2 separate regions of the Xenopus tropicalis genome follow, and region 1 is linked to region 2. The links are chromatin contacts, called in public Hi-C maps. All regions are on one chromosome and are shown on one strand. The core of a region is the stretch at or near the end of the contact, and the rest is flanking DNA. Distances in the headings are between cores, read along the strand shown.

Region 1 (7,256 bases), core at 2,383-4,882, 85 kb before region 2:
CGGATGAGTTGTCTCTGCGCTCTTGGGGTAATTTTGGTCGGCCGGCCACTCCTGGGAAGGTTCACCACTGTTCCATGTTTTTGCCATTTGTGGATAATGGCTCTCACTGTGGTTCGCTGGAGTCCCAAAGCTTTAGAAATGGCTTTATAACCTTTACCAGACTGATAGATCTCAATTACTTTGGATCTTGGCATGATGTCTAGCTTTTGAGGTGCTTTTGGTCTACTTCTCTGTGTCAGGTAGCTCCTATTTAAGTGATTTCTTGATTGAAACAGGTGTGGCAGTAATCAGGCCTGGGGGTGACTACAGAAATTGATATTGAAATTGAAAATTGAAATTGATAAACCACAGTTAAGTTATTTTTAACAAGGGGGGCAATCACTTTTTCACACATGGCCATGTAGATTTGGAGTTTTTTTTCTCCCTTAATAACGTAAACCTTCATTTAAAAACTGCATTTTGTGTTCAATTATGTTATCTTTGACTAATAGTTAACGGTTTTTGATGAGCAGAAACATTTAAGTGTGACAAACATGCAAAAGAATAAGAAATCAGGAAGGGGGCAAATAGTTTTTCACACCACTGTATATATATATATATATAATATTAAAATTGGCACATCCTATAAAAATGTGACTTTTATTTTCAACACATTACATATATATATGTATAAATGAAATTACACCAGTGGCGGATTTACCAAATAGGCAATCTAGGCAATTGAGGGCTCATGCCTAGGGCAGAAGTTTTAGTGGGATGTGCTTGGGAAAAAACAACTTCCCCCAACCTGCAAACAGATACTTGGAAATAAATCCAATGACAGAGTTGTGGTGGGGTTGGTAGCAGACTCTGCTGCAATTGGCACAAGCAAGAATGCTAGATGGAATTTGCATATGCATTAAACTATGATATAAGAGGGGTGGAATGAGGTCCGGTGCCTAGGGCAGCACTGTAGCACTGTATACAGTTTGTATTTCACAGAGATGAGGAAAGGAAATGGTTGTTGGGAATGTGAGAAATATGGAAAGAACACTGGAAGTATCATGGGAGAAGCTGGTCATACACTTCATCTCTTCATCCATGTTTTATTGTCATAGAACATCACAGTCAATTTAATTTAGTTCTTTTTTTTTTCATTGGTAAACAGAAATAGACTTATAACACAGATTAAAAAAAAAATAGCTGATTGCATATGTATACATCCCTTTCATATTTAGCAGATGCTCATTTGGTAGCTATCCCAGCCTGGAGTGGAAAAGGTCCTTTACCTTTGCACATCAAGACACTGCCATTTTTCCCCAGTTCTTGTTTGCAAATCTGCCCAAGCTCATTCAGGTTGCATGGGTATAGCGAGTTAGCAGCATTTTTCAAGTCTGGATTGAGATCTGGACACTGACCCTGCCATTTCATGACATAATCTATTCGTGTGTAGTTTGTGTTTTATGCTCGGGGTCTTGCTAAAACAAATCTTCACCCAGGGCTCGGGTTTATTGCAAACTGCATCTGGTTTTCCTCCAGAATATCTTTAGGCTAATGCCACACGTGCCGTTTTTACGTTGCGTATTTTCTAATTCTCTCAGCGGCTGAAAAACGCCCAATATCATCATCCATAGAAATAACTTGAAAAGACTCGAGGCAAACCACACAATGCATAAATACTCTAGAAAACGCCTTAGCACAGATTTTTCAAGCGTTGGCTGAAATACGCCAGTATTTGCAAAGCAAGCTATTCCTATGTATACACAAAGGCAGCTGCCAGACCTAGCGGAAATATGCGGCATTTTTTACTATTTCGCACTATTAGCACCATGGAAACGGGATTTGCTACGTCACCAGTACTAGGCTGAAAAACGCCATAGTCAAGGGCTGTGTGGCTTGTGCTGCGTTTTTAAAGTGAGAAAAAACGCAGCGTAAAAACGCCACGTGTGGCATCAGCCTTACTTTGCTGCACTTGTTCTAACCTCTACCTTTACGAGCTTTATATAAATGCTTACACAAACATGGCACTTAGACTCCTAAGACCATAACAGCTTCCTCCAGCAGACTTCAAAGTTTCCCATGTACCTTGTTGCAAACACTGGGAAATACATGATGTAAATTTTAACAGTGACTTTATTTTTGCCACACTCCTATAAAACAACTTCTTGCATGGTCACTGACTTTCTTCCTATATTTGTTAATGACTGATTTAATTTGAAGTGTTATTTTTTTCTCCATGTTGTATGTTATTATATAACGTGCAACAGTGAGGATTCCGGTGTCTCACATTAAAAGGGCTATTTTTTAATTGCAATTAAGTTAAATTACTTTGTTTTCACGTTGACCTTAACTAGTCTATTTCAGTTGATCAGTGTAATAAAACAATATAAAATCCACTGTGATTCAATGTTGTATGACAAGAAAACTCCCAAGTGGGTACATAGTTTCTATAGGCACTGTATCTATCTTGCAAATCAGAAAATTGTTGGACAAAATCCTGTTGGACAACGACAGAACTGGCATCCTGATGAGGCCCTTCTAGAAGAGGTCTTTATAGGTGTGCATTACGATACAAACATTGGCTTAGGAACTGAGTGGGTGGCAAAAACCCACCTGTCTGATGAGCGTGTGTCCAGAGAAACAGAAAAACAGATCTTTGATAGATCTTTGAGAGTATGTCCAGAGAAACAGAAAAAGGAGGACAAAGAAAAAATGTAAAAAGAAATGCAACAGGTAGAGCAGACAAAAACTTACAGAAATAAGCAGATATGGGTCATTCAGATTGTAGTAAACTTATTATTATAATCTTTTATTTTGTTAGTATTGCACATATTGCCCTGAACTTCCCAAACATTAGTTAGCAATACATGCTAATTATAGCAGTGCAGTGATGTTGGGCTGTTATGTCACAAATCGCATATCAGTAACTTGATTTTTTGTTTAAATAACTTTTTTACTATAACATGCCACAAACCACATGACAATTGGTGTGATTTTTTTTATTACTACTGTATAATATAGGGGGCGAAGCAGTTCAGCTAAAAACCTTGTAAAAGTTCATACATAGGCACTTCATACATAGTCAAACTGTGGCACCCAGCACTCTGTACATATCACACTGCAGCTCTACCTACCAAAGTACCTACCAGTACCTACCAAAGTACCTACCAGTACCTACCACAGTACCTACCAGTACCTACCAAAGTACCTACCAGTACCTACCAAAGTACCTACCAGTACCTACCAGTACCTACCAAAGTACCTACCAAAGTACCTACCAGTACCTACCAGTACCTACCAAAGCAAATTATAGACCCCCCTCCCTCCCCCTGCAGCCCTCACCTCTTTTAAACCCTTTCTTGAGTAGAACTGCGCCTTTCAGCCATTTAAACCTTGCGCCACCACAATTCTACAATCAGATCCCCGGCTCCTTCCGGATGTGCAGCAGCAGCAGCAGCAGAGCCTTTCCGAGGCAGGCATGTCACGTGACGTAATGACGCTTGGGAGGCCCTATAGCAGGCAGTCAGGCTGGCTGGCAGTCAGGGGAGTCTGACACATTGCTCGTGTGACGTCACTCCCACACACGGTCACGTGGCTGTGACATCCGGGCTGCTTATTAGTGGAGCTGCTGCGGCCTGTCCAGAGAAGGGAACAGGAAACCGGAAAGTGGGATTGTGGTGGCGCAGGGTTTAAATGGCAGAGAGGTGCAGTACAACACGAGAAAGGGATTGCTAGAGGTGAGGCTGCAGGAGTGCGGCAAGGGGATCGCAACAGTGATTCTCGGAAATGTAGTTCTGTACAGGAACCTGCATGTTGGGGGAGCAGAGTCTGATCTATAGGGCTGCTGGGAGATGTCAGGTGTTATATACAGGGCCCCTGGGGGAGCGCAGGATGATATGTACACAGCTGGTGAATAACTGTAGGCCCTCTTTCAAGGGCCACTCATGCAAGGGCCCTGCAGGATTATGTATACAAGGCCACTGGGGGAGTGCAGGGTACTGATATGTAAAGGGCCATTGGGGGACACAGGGAGCTGATATGTACAGGGCCATTGGGGGAGCACAAAGTGGTGATACATACAAATCCACTGGGGGGACGACGCAGGGTGCTGATATGTACAGAGCCACTGGGGGAGGGCAAGGTGCTCATATGTACTGGGCTGCAGGGGGACACAGGGTGCGGAAATGTACAGGGCCATTGGGGGAGCACAAGGTGCTCATATATACAGAGCCACTGGGGGAGCACAAGGTTCTGATAAGTACAGGGCCACTGGAGGAGCACAAGGTGCTCATATATACAGAGCCACTGGGGGGCACAAGGTTCTGATAAGTACAGGGCCACTGGGGGAGCACAAGGTGCTCATATATACAGAGCCACTGGGGGGCACAAGGTGCTGATAAGTACAGGGCCACTGGGGGAGCACAAGGTGCTCATATATACAGAGCCACTGGGGGGCACAAGGTGCTGATAAGTACAGGGCCACTGGGGGAGCACAAGGTGCTCATATATACAGAGCCACTGGGGGGCACAAGGTGCTGATAAGTACAGGGCCACTGGGGGAGCACAAGGTGCTCATATATACAGAGCCACTGGGGGGCACAAGGTGCTGATAAGTACAGGGCCACTGGGGGAGCACAAGGTGCTCATATATACAGAGCCACTGGGGGGTACAAGGTTCTGATAAGTACAGGGCCACTGAGGGAGCACAAGGTGCTCATATTTACAGAGCCACTGGGGGGCACAAGGTGCTGATAAGTACAGGGCCACTGGGGGAGCACAAGGTGCTCATATATACAGAGCCACTGGGGGAGCACAAGGTGCTGATAAGTACAGGGCCACTGGGGGAGCACAAGGTGCTCATATATACAGAGCCACTGGGGGGCACAAGGTGCTGATAAGTACAGGGCCACTGGGGGAGCACAAGGTGCTCATATATACAGAGCCACTGGGGGGCACAAGGTGCTGATAAGTACAGGGCCACTGGGGGAGCACAAGGTGCTCATATATACAGAGCCACTGGGGGGTACAAGGTTCTGATAAGTACAGGGCCACTGAGGGAGCACAAGGTGCTCATATTTACAGAGCCACTGGGGGGCACAAGGTGCTGATAAGTACAGGGCCACTGGGGGAGCACAAGGTGCTCATATATACAGAGCCACTGGGGGAGCACAAGGTTCTGATAAGTACAGGGCCACTGGGGGAGCACAAGGTGCTCATATATACAGAGCCACTGGGGGGCACAAGGTTCTGATAAGTACAGGGCCCCTGGGGGAGTGCAAAGTGCTGATATGTACAGGGCCAGTAGGGAAAGGGCAGGGTAATATGTGCAGCATCACCAGGGGAGTACAGGTAAATAAAGTGGCACTGGGGGAGCGCAGGGTTATATGTAATAGAAATATTTAAGCTAGTATTTTTGTGCTGAGATTTGCTTGTTACTGCCCCATGTGCATCAACCAGGGTGCTATGCACTTACTACCATCAAGAGCAGTGAGAGACTGGCACTTTAAACACCATAGTGGAAGTGGCGGTTGAAAACACCCCATGTGTCATGAGTCTATAGGAGAGAGATGAAAGTAAAAACGGGGAGATGAAGGATATCTGCAGTACTTTGGGGGCACAGTGTTATATGTGTAGTGTTTTTGTGGGGGTGCATTTGATCTGTTCAGAGCTGCCTGGGTGGGGACAGAAGTATTATATGCAAGGCTCTTCTAGGGGAGCACGATGTGATCTGTTCAGGTCTGAATTTTATCAGCCATTTTAAGTTTCCAGACTATTAACAAATTATTACATCATTTTTTTTTTGCTTGGGAAGAGGTTGCCTAAGTAATTTTTTTGTTTAATATAGCTCTGTCACCTTCCTCGCTTAGCCAAGCCGTTGCCTTTTGTCAGGGCACAAACCAAACATGTCCACTGTGCGTAACTCCTTAATTACGTTGACAAGGGCAACACCCGGAAGTGTTCGCGAGAGTGGGGTGCCAGGAGCTGGAGGTGAGTTGCTTTACAGATTCATGTGAGAAGCAGATTAATCCTTTTGTATGGCAGGTTGTGAATATTAGTCTTGGAGACTTACTTTAATGTGGTTTAATACTCCTACCATATCATTGTACAGTCTCACATTTTTCAAAGCTGAGGTTCACAAAGTGTTGTATTTTCATGTTGTATATACATCTGAAGAGACCCCACAATAATGCATCTGTAAGTATGTTAGTGCCGGACACTTAACATTGGACTTAAGGGATATGTTTGCCTTAAAAATTAATGTACAATTATTAAGGGTGCTCTTTTAAGGAATTTTGCAGCTATGAAACTGTTTTTGAACTGCTTATATATTGAATTTTGTAACACAGTGCCACCTGCTGTCCAGTTCTTCTAACTGTACAGTCGGGGTGAACAAGTTCAAAAAGAAAACAGAACTCTTCTGATGTTGCTCTGATTAGGAAAGATATAAGAAAGGTTATGTCAGGTTTCTGATCACTTTCCTGAGCATCAGAACAGAATTGTTTTCTTCTAAACATGTTCTCCCTGACTGTACAGTCAGAGAAACTGACCAGCAGGTTGCGCTGTTAAAAAATTCATCATGGCTTTAGGCTTTTTTATAATTCAGTTACCTCACACACTCTTTAGGAAGACACCAGTTGACGGCTAGCAATAGCAGATTGTTTTTGATCAGGAAAACAGAATTATTATATTTTAAAATGCCCCTGAATTCATTTGCATTGTAAAGTAAATTGCTGCATACATCAATCATACAAGAAAACAACCAATACAAAAGTTGCTTTCTGACAAGCATCTTGTGTGTGTGATGTTCGTTTTTTTAATTATCTATTTCCTGAAGGTCATCATTGGTGATCTTTTGTTTTTGGTAGGGGTGTGAGGTTATATAACAATTTTATTGGACCTATTAATAAACACTCCCAAATGTGTAAAATACCCCACAAAGTATAAAATTCAGATACAAAATTAATATTTGTAATGGATGTGGCTCATTGTTCGAGGGCAGTATAACCCCTTGGTTAACATGAGTTTAATGAGCAGGACTAGTGCTGAATATACATTTTGCCTATTGCATTAACCTGGGTTTTGTTTTTTCTTGAGCTAAGCAGGGCAAACTAAGGAACTGGAGCTACTCCATGTTTCTAACTTCCTGGTTCTTGGGCTGTAGATCTAAGAGCCAGGGCACACAGAGCACAAAACTCCAAAGTTACCCTGTGTCCCATTGCTTAGAACAAAATGGCAACTGTCTCGCACAAAATTATATAATTGTATTCTTCTTTATC
Region 2 (6,851 bases), core at 3,768-6,267:
ATATTGCAGCAAATAAGGGGTTAGCAAACCTTTTTTTATACATTTTTAGCGCTCATTGCAGATGTACATTTTTAATTACTTTATGCAGCAATTTAATTTGACAATTTTACCAATATCAAAAAACATTTATAGAATTGATAAACTGACTGCTGAGTAATACATTCCTTTAAAAAGGCCATGCAAAACTGTTTAAAGGGGCAGTATTTCCTCTTGTCCAATAGGAGTTCAATGAATAGGACTTGTGCTAAACATATTTGCTTGCTAAAATATAGTTTTCAATGAAATATAACAACTGAATACAGGCCCTGGGCTCATTTAGGGCCAGCCCTTCACTTTTGGAGCCTAATTTTATACTGTCTCTGTGTTATATAAAACAGCACCTAGTCTCAGGTGTTATACAGTGCAGCCCATAGGAATGTTCTTCTTTCTATGCCTAATAGTGATTACAGAATACTGTACAACAAGTCCTATCTTTGCCTCTTTGCTTTTTTATTACATATATTAGGACATCTTAAGGATGTCTGGTTTTATTAGAAGTCTCTCCCAAAGACCCACTACATGCTAATGCAAGTTCCACTGTAACCTTCTCTCTCCTCCATTCAGTGTCCTACAGTGACATTTTATTGCCTCCAGTCAGACACTGGGAGAGGAGAGAGCAGATTGTGAAGGGCAGTTGGTTGTAGCGAGTCCCACCAAGTATTTTCATCAAAGCTAAGGAAACATCCAAAGAAAGAGGAGCTGGCTATATCAGAAGAGCAATTCTAAATCCAACTGTTAGTATATAGAGCAAATATGTTCATTTATAGAAGAGATCAGTCGTCTATTGGCCGTGCACCCAAAGACAGCAATAGTATTTTTGGATAGGATGTTGTAATCTGACTGTACACATACTAATATTGTGATATGCAACACAGCTAAAATTTTCCGACCTGTCCAGTATCGTATGTTAAAATGACAAAATATGTATGTGTGTTGCCAGTGTTATTCAAATAAACCATTTTAAAGTAAACAATAATAGCAGCAAGCCAACTAAGCACCATTGTTGAGGTCAGAAAGGTTCTTTTCCCTTTGTCCTTGGTTGCTACATTTGCAACTGACCTGCTAAAGGAGGCAAGCATACCTCCACCAAGGCCCTGGTACAGGACCAGCAGCTGGGTCAGACATATTGAAAAACACTGCTGACTAAATAAGGGCAGCAAAATGAGTATTTGCTAACCCTCTATGCTGCATGTCATCCCATTCAACCTGCCTCTCCTATAGCCACATTTATGATCACAAACACAAGTGAAAGTGCAATGTGCTACAATGGCAGCAAAATAGAACATGCATTGCCACTATTTACAAATGTACTTATTCACAATTGTGCTTCTAACACGCTCAAGTGAATGCACATGGCGCAAGGGACCTCTGGAATTACCGCCAGGCCTGGACTGGGATTTAAAATAGGCCCTGGCATTTCAAGTACACAGAGGCCCAAATAGCCCCCACTAACCCACTATAATCTGACTGTCCATGGCAACTTACACATCAGCACCTCTGGCATTTGTCCACAGATTGCCAGTCGGGGCCTAATTATTGCAAGCCTGAACATGAGTTGGATGAATAGCTGCAACTGTCTTACTCCAAGCTAATTGGATGCTAAAGTAAATATGCTAGCATAGAAAAGCCGGCCCACTGCCTTCCACAAAGGACGGATTTTGGAGTAAAAACACTAAAGTTTTGCCCTATTTTACATGATATTAAGTGATAGTAAGCGTTGCAGTTTGGACAGGTACTCAGGATTTGGCCAAATCCAAATCCTGCAATAAAAAAAAATCAGAATCTGGTATTTATTCATATTTAAAACCATATATGCATACATAGATTGTTAGTTACTGCTGATCAACTAAAAAAATAAGCCTGCACGTTCCAAACCTGAGTGCGGAAATGGTTGGATGAATGGTATTTGCTTACATGTAATTATGAATCATCACGTGGGTAATGTGGGAGTCGTGCGCTGCGTGTATCTGAGTGTGTGGAACCAGCCGGCAGGGAAAGAGACATTGGTTAACTGTTTCATAATTTTATTTGTCACCTGTTTTTTAACCTGTGCAATATACATGTACACAGTTGGATTTTACATTTTTCCATTTCAGTTTAAATACTCTATGGTTATTTCACATATTTAAAACTCTATTTATCTTGAAAAACGATGATATATGATATATATATATACATATATTTGTTTAAATAGTTGTTGTGGTTATATATTCAACCATATCCGCGGGGAGGGGGGGGTAAAACTACAAACTATTCTATCAATAGCAGATGTGTGACATGCCGATCTGAATACTTCTGTATCATGCAGATTAATAACAGCCCTCAGTTTCTTGAGAGTGGGGAGAGGTATAAACTGAGCCCTTGTACGTGCAGTTAGTCCTAGGTGCAGAGAAAGCTGTCACAGACACACTCAGTATATTAAGAGTGTGGTGCTTCAGGGTTTCTAGGCAAACAACATAGCAGAGAAGTCATTGCAAGTCATATGGACCAACTCGTAAACAAGGTGAAAAGGATTTCTGCAGTGGCTGAATTTAACCTTTTCACTAATGGTATTCTGTAGAACAATATCCTTTTTTATGTTGGCTTGTCAGTCAGCAAGACAATAACCCCTAGGCAATCTCTTTGCAGTTGATTCTCTTTTAAACTGTTCTACTTGTCTACTGTTCTATTTTTTTCATCATTTTATAAATGTTTGGGTTCAAGATTAGTTATTAGAGAAATCTCTTTTACATGCCAAGACACAAACTACAGCTCAAGTGGGTCCTATTAGGTGGTCAGGAATAAGTTATATTAAGGCTTTGAGTCATGGTACATGGGCATGTTTATTTCCTATATAAGTAGCAACAGTCAAAACTTCTGTTAATTGTTGTGGGTCATATCCTGTTGATAGTGGGAAGAGTGGTCAGTAGCTCCTCACTGCACTTACATTGCTGGTGCAGGGGACTCTTGGAACTTCCTATTGATGCCAATGAGAACTGGCAAAATGTATATTTAGCAGCTTCTGATCAGGCTTAAAACAAATTATGGCATTAGCCAACCCTAGTCAGACTGCAGCTAATAAAGGGCTTATTAAATTTAGATAATGGAAAATCACCAATAAAAAAATATGTTGCTGACTGCAAATTCTAGCAACTGGATCTATGAAATCTGGTCTTATGCGCAAACATCATGTAGGCTTTACACAAAGTATTATGCAAATATTTGTTTTAATTCAGTATTGTGGATTTCAAGTACACCGTTTTATAATCTGAAATGTACTTGTTACATAATGTTCTTGTCATATGCTCCCTTTCAAACTGAAATTCCTAAAAACAGTATTTATAGCATAAAGCATAAACAGATACATACAGCATAAACACATACATACAGACAGCATACAGCATACACATTAGAACTCAGCTGGTGGGCTATGATCAGATAATACTGGTCTCTACATCTAAAAGGGCAACTAAAGGCAACTGCCCACTCTGTTAGAGTCTATTTGAACTTCTTATTCAACTGGTTTAGCAATCTGTACGCATGCAGTACATTTTTAGACTTTATGGGCTAAACTTATAGTCAAGCTATACCCAAAATATCATTTTTTGCCTAATAAAAGAAAACATAATCACAGAGGTGGGCCAAGCCGGCAGGGTCACCTTGCTCCCATCTCTGCTTCCCAGACCCCCCCCCCCGATTGAATGAACGCATACATGCGCGTCATTGAGGGAGAGCAATCAGGAACTCAGCAGCGGGGGTAAGAGATCCCGGACTAGGGGTTGGCAACACAGGTACCTGTTGTGCCCTAGGCAATTTAAATACCATTACAAATGTTGAATGAATGTATATTGCAAAGTTGCTTAGAATTATATTGTCTTTTATTAGTCAAAAAATAATTTTTGGGTTAACATGTCCTTTAATATACCATTAACAAGGGTACGCACATTTAAAAACATTGGACAACACGGTCTGATTCAAGCAATAGCCATGTGGGCCTAAAAGCTGGATAAGTTCACACCTCATGTATACCTACACAGCACTTATCTGTTCTTTCAGGCTGATAACCCACCTTGTGCTACCAGCAGAAAACATTTGGAAAGACCTACTGCAGTCAGATAGGAAGATGGCCAAGGTATGCATTCAACAACTTTTAGGACTTTTGGTTCAGTTAAATGGTTGCTACCCTTCCGGTTTTGAACTGAATAACCCGGTTTTTCAAGGGGCTGTCCTGTTTAAAGCTTTCTGTCCGGATTTCATCATTCTGAAAACCAGCACAGTTCCACCTAATTGAGTCTGATGCATTAACCCTGTCCTTATGATATAGCTCCACCCCATAATGACATAGCCCCACCCCTGACATCATCAACACCATCTATTTGGGGTGCATTTCTGCTGCTGATGTCTATGACGAATCCCTCATCATGGTTATCACCACCAGGACACCTCCACTGGTGGTTTCCCAGTGAAAAGTACTCATCTTAAAAAAGAAAAAGAGGAATTCCATATTCTCTCACTATCGGAAATGATTTCAGAGAGCCATAACCCCCACAGACAAGAATACAATCACTGCAAATTTCACCCAAGGACGTTGACTATTTTGCAATAATATTTCCCATATGTCAGAGGAAGCACAGTTCCATCAGAAGTATCTGTCAGTGGTTTAAAGATGTGGTTTTCCCCAGATTGCTGAGATTAAAAGCACAATGCGCCACTATCATGAGTGATTGTAAGTGATTTCTTAGTGGGCTGATCTGTCGCTGATCTGTGTGCGCACTAGCTAACTTCTATAAATAAATGCTTGAGAAATTTTTCATAACAAAGGGTAGGTGCTTATCCAGGGATACAAATGAGTCCGAGGTGTCAGGAGATCAGAGCATAATCTTAAACATAAGAATAAGGTCTAAGCACTGAGTCCTGCAGACCTGTATTAAACAGAATTCACTGGACATAAGAACACCATAGCCTGCGATTCCACCTTTTGTTTTGCTGCAGTGTTGTGCCTTGGGGCACATTAAGGTGAATTAGATGTGGGGATCTGCATAAAGTACTCTTATCTGTACAGATCTTAACCACAAGCAGAATCCCCAGACAAGCTTTTCATGCTACTCTGGATAAATGGCCTAAGCAAAAGCTTCATTCATTTTTACTGCAGTTACAAAGATATTTGTATCACATATCTGGGGTCTTGTATATTTGTATGAACATACATTTGTATGAATATATTGTAAAAGATATGCTGGCAGGAATATACTTCAACCCTGATCCACATGTATGTAACTGTGGAAAAGGAAAATTAGACCATTGTGAATGACTAGTCTCTCTATGCAGCCTTAATATAAATGATAATAATAATGAACCCCTGCTTCTAGTAGTCCTTAACAACTTTGCTTTCAGAAATAATTTGTTTTGATTGCTAACCTATTATATGTAATACTGCATATATAAACAGTCACATTATGAATGGTTTTTATATCAATATTCGGAAGGAAGAAGAGGGTGGACTATGGACTTACCATAAGTAAAACACTGGAGTATTAAGCACTTGTGCCTTGCCGATAGCTAGTGTAAACTTTGTTCTATCCCTTGTGATGGATTAAACATTGCCTTCACCCCTGTGATAAATAAGTCATATCTATGTCTGAAAGTTAGAGGCAAATATTTAATACTCAGGGATCTCCCATCTGGTAAGACACCAGGGTTTGGTCACTCACCAAAAGAACTGGAGATACTTGTAAGGGCCCTCATAAGGACCCTTATGAATTTTGGTGTAGCTGACAATATTATTTCTAAACTAATTACATCTTTTTCTCAAGGTGTTTTGTTATAAATGTACCAACTGTGTTCAGTTTGCAGTTGGCCCAGTTGCAACACAAAACCTTGAGCTTCTTACAACAACAATGGTTGGAAATGTATAAATATGTAGTGCTGGGTTCCGTAGGATTGACATTAGCAAACTTATTCACCCTGGTATTGCAGAATTTTCTAGACAAAGGCTATGTGGAATGCCTGCTTCTGTTACAAGGTATAATAATGCAGCCAAAAAGTGATTTTGAATTTGTTACATGTAAATGATGTAAGAAGTATGTCTTGGTCAGGGGTTATACTAATCAAGTAGTTTGCTGGGATAGACCATGGTTGTATTTATGCCCAGTGCTGCCCTAGGCACTGGCCTTCCACTTCCCTGATGGGCATATGTGCAAACAATCCTTTGAGTTACAGGAGGGAGAGGTGTACCCCCTCAGCTCGGATGCCATATTTAGCCACAAATGTCTGGCAGCAGCTGGGGGGAATATTAAAAGCATCTACTTTCCTATTTATAGATACCCTGTATAGAAATATGGCCATGGATTAGACCTGGATTAAATAGAGAGTGCAACGTTCTAGAACTAGGTTATTCTTGCGACTGTGAGTCTTGGCCCACCTCTTAGTAAAGGTTAAGGGGTCCAACTTTGTGATTAGAAAATATGAATTGTTATATTTTGCCACTAGTTAAGTGTCCCTTCTTGTCATCTTCTGTTGTATAGTCACATCCAAAAATATTAGCAATGAAAAATAATATGATTTGTAAGAACATTCGCTTTTCCTAATATGTCTATTAAATTATTTTGCATATAGGAGTAATTTATTTATCCCTATTATTACCATATGGTTGTAAAAGGTTAAAGGGGTTGTAGATATCATTTAATGCTAGTTTATTAAAAATACAAGTTTGCCATATTTGGGGGAAATATTTTTTATATGAAGTAAAATCCACTTTAAAGGACAACTAAACCCATAAAAATCAATATATCTAGAAATGCCATATTTTATACACTGAGTTTAGTGAACCAGCC

What was found. A called contact is a pair of places that touch in the nucleus more often than the background predicts.
Region 1: a Hi-C map of neurula embryo shows a contact between it and region 2, with 2.3 times the contacts expected there. The contact joins the promoter of anapc16 here to the enhancer-like site in region 2. A contact is called at or near these places in 5 of 5 Hi-C or Micro-C datasets (brain, gastrula embryo, liver and 2 more).

The regions. Positions count from the first base shown.
Region 1 is chr7:41,060,242-41,067,497 of UCB_Xtro_10.0, reverse strand. It overlaps anapc16 (anaphase promoting complex subunit 16), which reads left to right and starts at 3,632. Exons shown (of 5, transcript NM_001004873.1): 1 at 3,632-3,716; 2 at 5,825-5,967. It overlaps ascc1 (activating signal cointegrator 1 complex subunit 1), which reads right to left and starts at 3,392. Exons shown (of 10, transcript NM_001102901.1): 1 at 3,322-3,392.
Region 2 is chr7:40,977,332-40,984,182 of UCB_Xtro_10.0, reverse strand. No RefSeq gene overlaps it. Among named protein-coding and RNA genes, the nearest start is that of ddit4, 16 kb to the left of the region's middle. Within about 2 kb of position 5,017, at least 3 of the 11 cell types and tissues checked have an H3K27ac peak or open chromatin away from gene starts, as enhancers often do. A contact at or near this core is called in liver and neurula embryo, where this site is marked.